2 separate regions of the Callithrix jacchus genome follow, and region 2 is linked to region 1. Evidence: chromatin contacts called from public Hi-C data. All regions are on one chromosome and are shown on one strand. The core of a region is the stretch at or near the end of the contact, and the rest is flanking DNA. Distances in the headings are between cores, read along the strand shown. Region 1 overlaps NAV1 (neuron navigator 1). Region 2 overlaps NAV1 (neuron navigator 1).

Region 1 (4,201 bases), core at 1,465-3,964:
AGATTATTTTGTAGGTGAGAAAACTGAGATCCAGATGGGAGAAGAGATTTGGACGAGGCCACATAGAATGTTAAAGGCAGGTTCTCTGGCCAAAATCTCCCGATTCTTGCCTTACCCGTAACAATGACATAGGATTGCCTCATTCAGTCTTGTTAGGCAGGTGGCATGTTATGGATTGAATTGTGTCACCAAAAAAGATAACTGAAGCACCAATTCCCAGTGTCTCAGAATGTGACCTTATTTGGAAACAGGGTCATTGAAGAAGTAATTAGTGAAGATGAGGTCATACTGGACTAGAGTGAGCCCCTAATCTGGCATGACTGCTGTATTTATAAGGAGAGGGACATTTGGACATAGACATTCACAGAAGGAAGAGGATGTGAAGACCACAGGGAGGAGATGGCCATGCGAAATAGAGGTGGAGATGGGAGTGATGTGTTACTAACCAAGGAATGACAAGGATTGTCCGCAAACATCAGACACTAGAAGAGGCAAGGAAAATTCTCCACTAGGCCAGGCGCAGTGGCTCAAACCTGTAATCCCAGCACTTTGGGAGGGTGAGGTGGGTGGATCACAAGGTCAAGAGATTGAGACCATCCTGGTCAACATGGTGAAACCCCACCCCTACTAAAAATACAAATAGCTGGGTGTGATGATACACACCTGTAGTTCCAGCTACTCGGGAGGCTGAGGCAGGAGAACTGCTTGAACCCGGAAGGTGGAGGTTGCAATGAGCCGAGATTGTGCCACTGCACTCCAGCCTGGAGACAGAGTGAGATTGTCTTTAAAAAAAAAAAGTTTTCTACTAATTTCAGAGGGAGTATGGCCCTGCCAACACCTTGGTTTCAGACTTCTAGCCTCCATAACTGAGACCATAAATTTCCGTTTCATTAAGCCACCTGCTTAGTATTTTGTTATGTCAGCCCCAGCTAACTGATCATAGCATTATACCCTTTGATGGATAAGGACTCTTAAGACTGAGGCAGGTTAAATGAGTTACCCAGATTACACACCAAAAGGCGCAGGAGGGACTCAACTCTCAGCCCAGCCCTCTTCCGAAAAGACGAAAAGACGGCAGGCCTTTGGATTCTGCTTTCTGCTCTGTCCCTCCCACATTCCACAGTCATCCAGTCCTGTTGGGTTTTCCTTTGTAAAAAGTTTCTCCACAGCTCTTCCTTTCCTTCCCCAGCAGGGTCGCCCTAATGCAGACTTCCCATGTCAGGAATGCTACATCTGCTGGCCCAGCTTGCCCTCTTCCAAGCCACTAGTTGGTTCGACACCTTTTTATCAAAAGCCCATTGCTTGCTAGGTTCTGTGCTATGTGCTGGCTTCTCATTGGTGAACAGAGCAGATGTGGTCCCTGCCATTTGGGCCATACTGCTGGTAAAATAGCTTCATTGTGTCACTTCTTGGCCCCGGGTCACCAGTGTCTCCCCACCACAGGCTCCAGTCTTGAACATGCACCTGTGTTTCCCACATGCAGGGCCAGACGCCCCTGTCTGTTGACATGTGCCACCTCAATTCAGATCAGAGAATAACATTCTGTCTTATGGGGAAACCAGGGGCCCCTCTGCAAATGATCTGAACTTCCCAGCTCCAGGAGATAAAGGCAGCTCCAGTCCATGGAGGGAAGAAAGGCATTATGATCTTTTACAGCAAGACACAGAAATGGGGAAGTTGTCTGGAAACAAAGAAGGTGACACTGAACACATTCAAGAGGCCAGGTGCCGTGGCTCACGCCTGTAATCCCAGCACTTTGGGAGGCTGAGGTGGGTGGATCACGAGGTCAGGAGATTGAGACCATCCTGACTAACATGGTAAAACCCCGTCTCTACTAAGAATACAAAAAATTAGCTAGGTTTGGTGGCACACGTCTGTAGTTCCAGCTACTTGGGAGGCTGAGGCAGGAGACTCAATTGAATCCGGGAGGCGGAGGTTGCAGAGAGCCGAGATCGTGCCACTGCACTCCAGCCTGGGCAACAGAACAAGACTCCACTTAGGACCAACCAGCTTAACTCTCAAAACCCTTTCGGATAGTCTACTGATGCTCGATAGATGTGAATCCTACAGCAATGAAAGGAATCTAAAGTTTCCTTCCTCCCATAAACAAACGGTGGCACATTCATACATCAGAAATTAAAAGAAGCAAAATACGTCATTTGACATGGATGAATCTCAAAAGCATTATGCTGAGCTAAGAAGCAAGACACAAAATAGAACCAACCACATGATTCCATTTATATGAAGTTCAAGAGCAGGCAAAACTAATCTATGATGCTACAAATCAGAACACGCAGACGGTGGGCGGGAACGCACTGACAATAGGGACAGGAGGGAAACTCTGTCGGTTGATGGAAATGTTCTATATCTAGATCGGGTGTGGGTCACATGGGTGTATTCATTTGTCAAAAACACATCGATCTGTTCATTTCACTGTTTGTAAATTATACCTCAATTAAAATAGAACAGAATAGAATGAAAGAAAATGATTCCCTCCTTCTCGGTTGGAACACACAGTGGCCTGCGTGCTGCAGGTGGACAGACCCTCACATTTTCTCCTGCTTCTCTCTCTAGACCTGAAATCTGGCTCAAGCTCCTGTCCCTCCTCTGGCTGGGTTTAGGCAGCAGCCCAGGCTCTCTACAAAGAGGCAGATGGGAGCAAATAGGGCCGGCAGCCCTGGCCCACGGGCCACTGAGCGCAGGCTCTGTCTGGCTTTGTGAGTAGGGCCTTCACCTCAGAGGTGTCCAGGCTGAGCCCTCCCTGGAGTCCTATTGCCATGGAGATGGCCCCAGCCTGTATTTTGGCCCAGAAGCCTCGAGTTTATCATTTCAAATCTCCCACCTTCCCAAATATTTTGCCTCTGCCACATCTGCGGCTCCTCCTTCCAGAGCAGACCGGGTGCTATTTATAATGCCTGGAAACACAGCCTGGGCCACATAATAGGCCAGCGTTGCCAAACAAAACTCCTGGCCACTCCACCCCCCTCATCCCCTGGAGGCCTACAGTCTGGAGTTCAGAGGGGCCTGAGGGACCATATATCTTAGAGCCAGCACCACAGACAACCCTTCCACGGGTCCATCTGACCCGCAGACAAGGAAGTAGGTAAACATCCCTTTTGGGATAAATTCACCCTGAAGTGTAGCCTGCATGGCTGGGGCTGAATGTTTGAGGCCTCCTTGGCTTTGCTCCATCCCTTTGCCTGTCCAGCATGTATCCTCAGTGGATCAAAGATCTATTTTATACATGGGGGCGCAGCGAGCCATGGGGCATCCAGATTAAAAATCATTAAAAAAAAAACAACATTGGCTCTAAGCTAGAGGGTGCTTAACACCTTCTAGGATGATCTTCACAATTCCCTGGCTTGAGTATCATCATCCCCATTTTACAAAGGAGAAAACTGAGGCCCAGGGAGGTTGTAGAAACCCAGATCAGGATGACTCCAAAGCCTGTGCATTTTCTATTACCTCATAGGCACCCGAGGCCCAATGTCAGGGAGAGGTCCAGGAAGCAAAGAGGTGGCCTCTAAACAAGCCAGGGAAATTCAGGACCTACAGCACTTCCCTGGGCAGGAGAAAGGGAAAGAACATTCCTTTTACCTACCTCAGCTTAAAGGCATCCCTTCCCCCAACCCCCACCACCCTGCCAAGTAATCAATGAACAAATGTTTGCTGAGCCCCTACTGTGTGCCAGGACCCAGTTAGGCTACTTCCAAGTGCTAAGAGCAGCCAACTGAGTGGCCTTATGGACTTTCCTCTGCCCTGGGAGGTCTCTCCCACCAGCCCCAGCACACCAGCCCCAACTCAGGATCTGGCCCCACCCTGCCATCCCAAACACAGAGACCTTTGTCTCTGTCACAGTTTCTGTGGTCAGCTAACAGTGGCCCTTCCCCTCCACTTCCCACAGCCAACCCCCAACTCTGTGGTCACTTTCTAGGCCTCCCTGCGGCCCCTGATTTCTTTCTGGCCATGGCCAGCAAGAGGAAGTGGGGAAATGACTCAGAGGGGTGATGTGGCGTCTTAGTGATGATATTCGGTACGGACTGGTAGTGAGTGACAGAGAGGCACTGGATCTCACAGGAGATGTGTAAATCGGGAGGGGCCAGCTGATTAGCTCCAGACCAGAGGAGTTTTAATGGGTTGCCAACCTAACACAGGCCTAAATTCATGCACAATGGTAATTTTCAACTCTGATGAGAAAATG
Region 2 (4,141 bases), core at 551-3,050, 230 kb before region 1:
AGTTGGGACTAGCAGGAGCCCTTATGATGTGCTAGGCAATGGGCAAGACATTGGAATTCTACAAAACTTCATAGAGAAGGGCTGGAAATTGGAATAAGGAATATGGTCCCTCTCTATTAGGGGGCAGATTGAGAATCCAGGGTGACAGTGAGGGATGGGGAAACTGGCACTCATGAGCAAGAGGAGGAGGTCAGCCTGGACCTCTCTGTCCAGGAGAACCCCCATCACTGCACCCATTCTTCCCTCCCCTTCCCAAGCCTCTCACCTTCTCCTCAGCCGTCTCTGCCAGGTGTCGCAGGCGGGATGTCATATTTACCAGGCTCTGCTCAAATGCAGCCACTAGATTAGCCTAAAACAAACACATAAAGGGACTGCTGAGTTGCATGAGGCTGGGGGAAAGGCAATGACCGACAATGGGAAATAGTTTTAACTGATTTCCTGTATCTCAGAGCAGACCAATGCCAGAAAACCTCTTGGTGGTTTAGAAATGTCGATTTCCCTAAGCAGACAAAGGGGAAATTAAAGAAATTTTCTGGTGGGAACCAGCTTCTCAAATAATGAAGCCAGGGTGAGGGCAGGACAGGTGTTTGGAGGCTCTTGGAGACTTGAGATCTAAAACCCATCATCTACAGAGGCAGGACTAGCCCCTTGTGATATATGGTGTGGCCAACTTGGTAGGAGGGCCATAGCCTCTGGGGTCGTTCCTCTTATTTTTTGTTTAACTCCTGCATTGTGGAGTGGGCCGGCTCACTCGAGGCCAAATAATCTCCCAGCAGAAACTATACAGTGCATCTCTTCCTCTTCTGCTACTCCACTGCTTCACCCTTTCTTGCTTTGCAGCTGCTCCTTGTTCCCTGGATTCTCCAGGTTTACCAGGCTGGAAGGAAACAGCAGGGACATTCCACAGTTTGGCCACTAGGTGTCAGGTCTGTTTCATGAGGAGTGATGGATACCTCCTTCACTCTGCTCTCCGGGTAACAGGCAGGCTAGTTCAGAAAGGCGCTGAGTGGAGGAACTAAGGCCCCTTGGTTTGGCATAGTTTGACCTCTAGCTGGCCAACTGGCTGCAAGATGCATAGGGAAGATGAAGGGAATGAGGCCTGGGGCTAGAAAGGGGAGCACCTGGGGATGGAGAAAAAGCCATCGTGAGACTATCCGAGCAAGCTGGTGACCCTAGCACAAAGGGGATATGCTCTGGGCAGCTTCTTCACGCAGAGCTCTAGGAAATCTACAGCACTCTCATGGCTCTTGCTGGCTTACACCTCTCCCTCCCTGTTGGTTCAACTCTAGTTTTCATCTACTGTCCCACATGGCTGGAGCCTACTTCATAGGACCAGGGCTGGAGGCAATCTCTTTGGTCCTATTAGCGCCTCCTCTTGCACTCCTACTATAAAGCTGTCAGGGCCTGGGTTCTGAGGAGATCAGACCATGTCATGACCTGAGCAGTTTCCCTTCACCTACTGTGCAGGGAACATCTGTCTTCTGACCTCAGGTCTTCTCTGGTTTGCTTCTCCACATCCCTGCCTATCTGCCTGTCGACTGCTTATAGTTCCTGGAAGACTACTCACGAGAAGCCCCGAGAACCCCTATAGGCTCCTCTGTGCTGGCCTTTCCCCATCCAGGGCACCACTTTTGCACTGGCTGGGCTTCCTCCCCGCTTTCCTCTACACTTCCTCTCCCTACACTGACCCTTCCCCTAATCCCACCCTCAGACCAGGGTACCTGTGAGACCTCAGGGGTAAGCAGTGGTGCTGCAGAAAAGCTAGCGCGTGCGAGGGGTAAAGAGGTCTGGGCCCCTGGGTCTAGGGTGTGCCCTCAGCCTCAGTAGCTAGGAAGTTCCAGGGAGCATGACAAAAGCTTGGTTTGGAGTCAGGGAATCCTGAAGAGAGCTGTGGACCCTTCCTAGAGTCCCATGACCTGAGCAGTTTCCCATCTCCTGCTTGAGGGAAGGGTTCTGGCCCTCGGCAAAAATCTGCCTTTCAGATGCAGAACCCACTGTGTCTGGGTGTTTAGTTTGTTCTCTCTTAGCCAAATGGAACTTCCTGTTCTAAGAAAATTCACCCTCTAAATTCAATTTCTTGGCTCCAGCCCAGCCTTGACAGCATGGTGGCTGACAGATTGCAGTGTAAATGAATCAGACATAATAATGTTCTCTGCCTCCCTGGCGCCTCTCGCCCCCCCACCCCAGCATCTCCCAGACATGAGTTTCCTGGGGTGTGCAGGACGTGACCCAGGCCATTTGCTTTGGTGGGTGTGGCACAAGGGAGAGAAAAGATGGTTCTTGTTTATGTTACAATTCTTACGGGTCCCCCAAGAGTGGGAAAAAGTGCTTAACATGAGCTTCAAACAAACTGGTACAACTTAAGAATTGAGGGTTTGGGAAAAGAGAATCAAGAGAATAACTGGTGTGGTAAGGGAACTGCTGCTGTATGTTGGAAACATTCAGAATCCTGGTGGAGATTCTTCTACCTAATTCTAAGGGATAGACCCCAGGCCTGACAGCTGGGTTCCCCAGAGAGGAAGGGCAGAGAGAAAACCAGAAACGACTGCGGAAATTGCAGACATGGTTACTTTGTGCAAACACTTGGAAAGCTCCTGCAGATCCGGCTCAGCTGTTGTTTACAGCTTTGGGGGAAAATGGCTCTTATGTTCTCTGTTTGCAACTCAGTCACAGGGGAGAAACTCCCAGATCCTGGTTAGAGGAGAGGTGGCTTCATTTCTCCCCATGTCACAGAGTAGAAAAACTAAGGCCTAAGGGAAGACACTCATTCTAAGTAGATGTCCTGAGGGCAGAAATAAATAATTCTAGCTCTCAACCTAAATCTCAGATTGTTTCTACTATCTGCCCAAGGAGACTACTCAGAGAAGGCAGTTGAGAATGAAGGAGTCAGACCAGAATGGGAGTTAGGTTTCTCAGTAGTGTTGTGGTCACCAGACAGAATTCTAATGACCAATTCTGTGCCTGCACAGTTATGTGGCATGAACAAAGACATGAACACACCCCAGGGCAGTGGAAAGGCTCTAAGAGCCCTGTAATTATAATCCATAACTGCTTTTGTCCACGGCCAATGGCAAGGTTGTTTCTGCCTCCGTGCAGAACCACTGATAATCAATCTTCTGTTTCTCTAGGGAGCTCAGACCATCAGACATGAACTCATCCAGACCTATGAATTAGAGTGGAAGCAAAATGGTTCTTCATAAAAGTTGGGGCTCAGAGAAGGGGAAGAACAACCCCCCAATCTATTGTAGAGCTGTGAAGAAGACCCATGCCCTTGAAGTCTCAGTCCAGGGGATACCTCACCAGGTAATTTTCCTCCCTTGGCTGCACTTGTTTAACTACAGTCAAAACCACTGCCTACATCTTCCCTACTTCACGGCACTCACATTAGCAGAAAGCTGCGACGTCAAGGTGGCCACTTTTTCCTGGGATGATTCCAGTTCCCTACGAAGCTTCCGGATTTGCTGTAAAAGGAAGAGAAATACAAACTACTGGCTGCAGAAGCTGTGTAAGATTTGGAAGGAAAATGGGTGCAGTGATGTTAATAAGCAGAGCCAAAGCTTTGCACCCTACCTCAGATTGCATCCTCTCCTCAGCCTGAAGAAGGGAGCACAGAAGGAGAGAAAGAGAAAGGAAGTATTACTACGGAGGTGAAGAAGTCAGGTCCCAGTGGCAGGGCAGAAAATGTGAAGAAGCATGACTCAGAGGCGCAGAGGCTGAAACTCTTGTTTCCTGGCCCTGGCTCCTCACAGGCCTCAGCTCAGATCTATACTAGGGTTTCAATAAAAGATTTATTTGGAGCTCATCTCCAGCAACTTTGTCATTGCCAAAAAGGCTAGGAAATGAGACTTTGGTTGGTTTGAGAATAAGTGGTTATTGCCAGGAACTTGGAGTAAAGAATTAGGGGCAAAACAAATCTATGAATCAAGAAATGCTGGCTGGACATGATGGCTCATGCCTGTGATCCCAGCACTTTGGGAGGCCGAGGTGGGTGGATCACCGGAGGTCAGGAGTTCTAGACCAGCTGGGCCAACATGATGAAACCCCATCTCTACTAAAAAGGCAAAAAAAAAAAAAAAAAATTAGCCAGGCATGGTGGCAGATGCCTGTAATCCCAGCTACTCAGGAGGCTGAGGCAGGAGAA

The links. Hi-C and Micro-C count contacts between places; a contact is called where the count stands out from the background.
Region 2: a contact with region 1 is called in a Hi-C map of induced pluripotent stem cells, with 2.3 times the contacts expected there. The contact joins two enhancer-like sites. A contact is called at or near these places in 3 of 3 Hi-C or Micro-C datasets (induced pluripotent stem cells and skeletal muscle).

Annotation. Positions count from the first base shown.
Region 1 is chr19:28,578,819-28,583,019 of calJac240_pri, reverse strand. All of the region lies in intron 1 of NAV1 (neuron navigator 1), which reads right to left. Among named protein-coding and RNA genes, the nearest start is that of NAV1, 15 kb to the right of the region's middle. Within about 2 kb of position 2,714, at least 3 of the 16 cell types and tissues checked have an H3K27ac peak or open chromatin away from gene starts, as enhancers often do.
Region 2 is chr19:28,805,385-28,809,525 of calJac240_pri, reverse strand. NAV1 (neuron navigator 1) reads right to left here. Exons shown (of 29, transcript XM_078356810.1): 13 at 3,384-3,461; 14 at 266-349. Among named protein-coding and RNA genes, the nearest start is that of IPO9, 38 kb to the left of the region's middle. Within about 2 kb of position 1,800, at least 9 of the 16 cell types and tissues checked have an H3K27ac peak or open chromatin away from gene starts, as enhancers often do.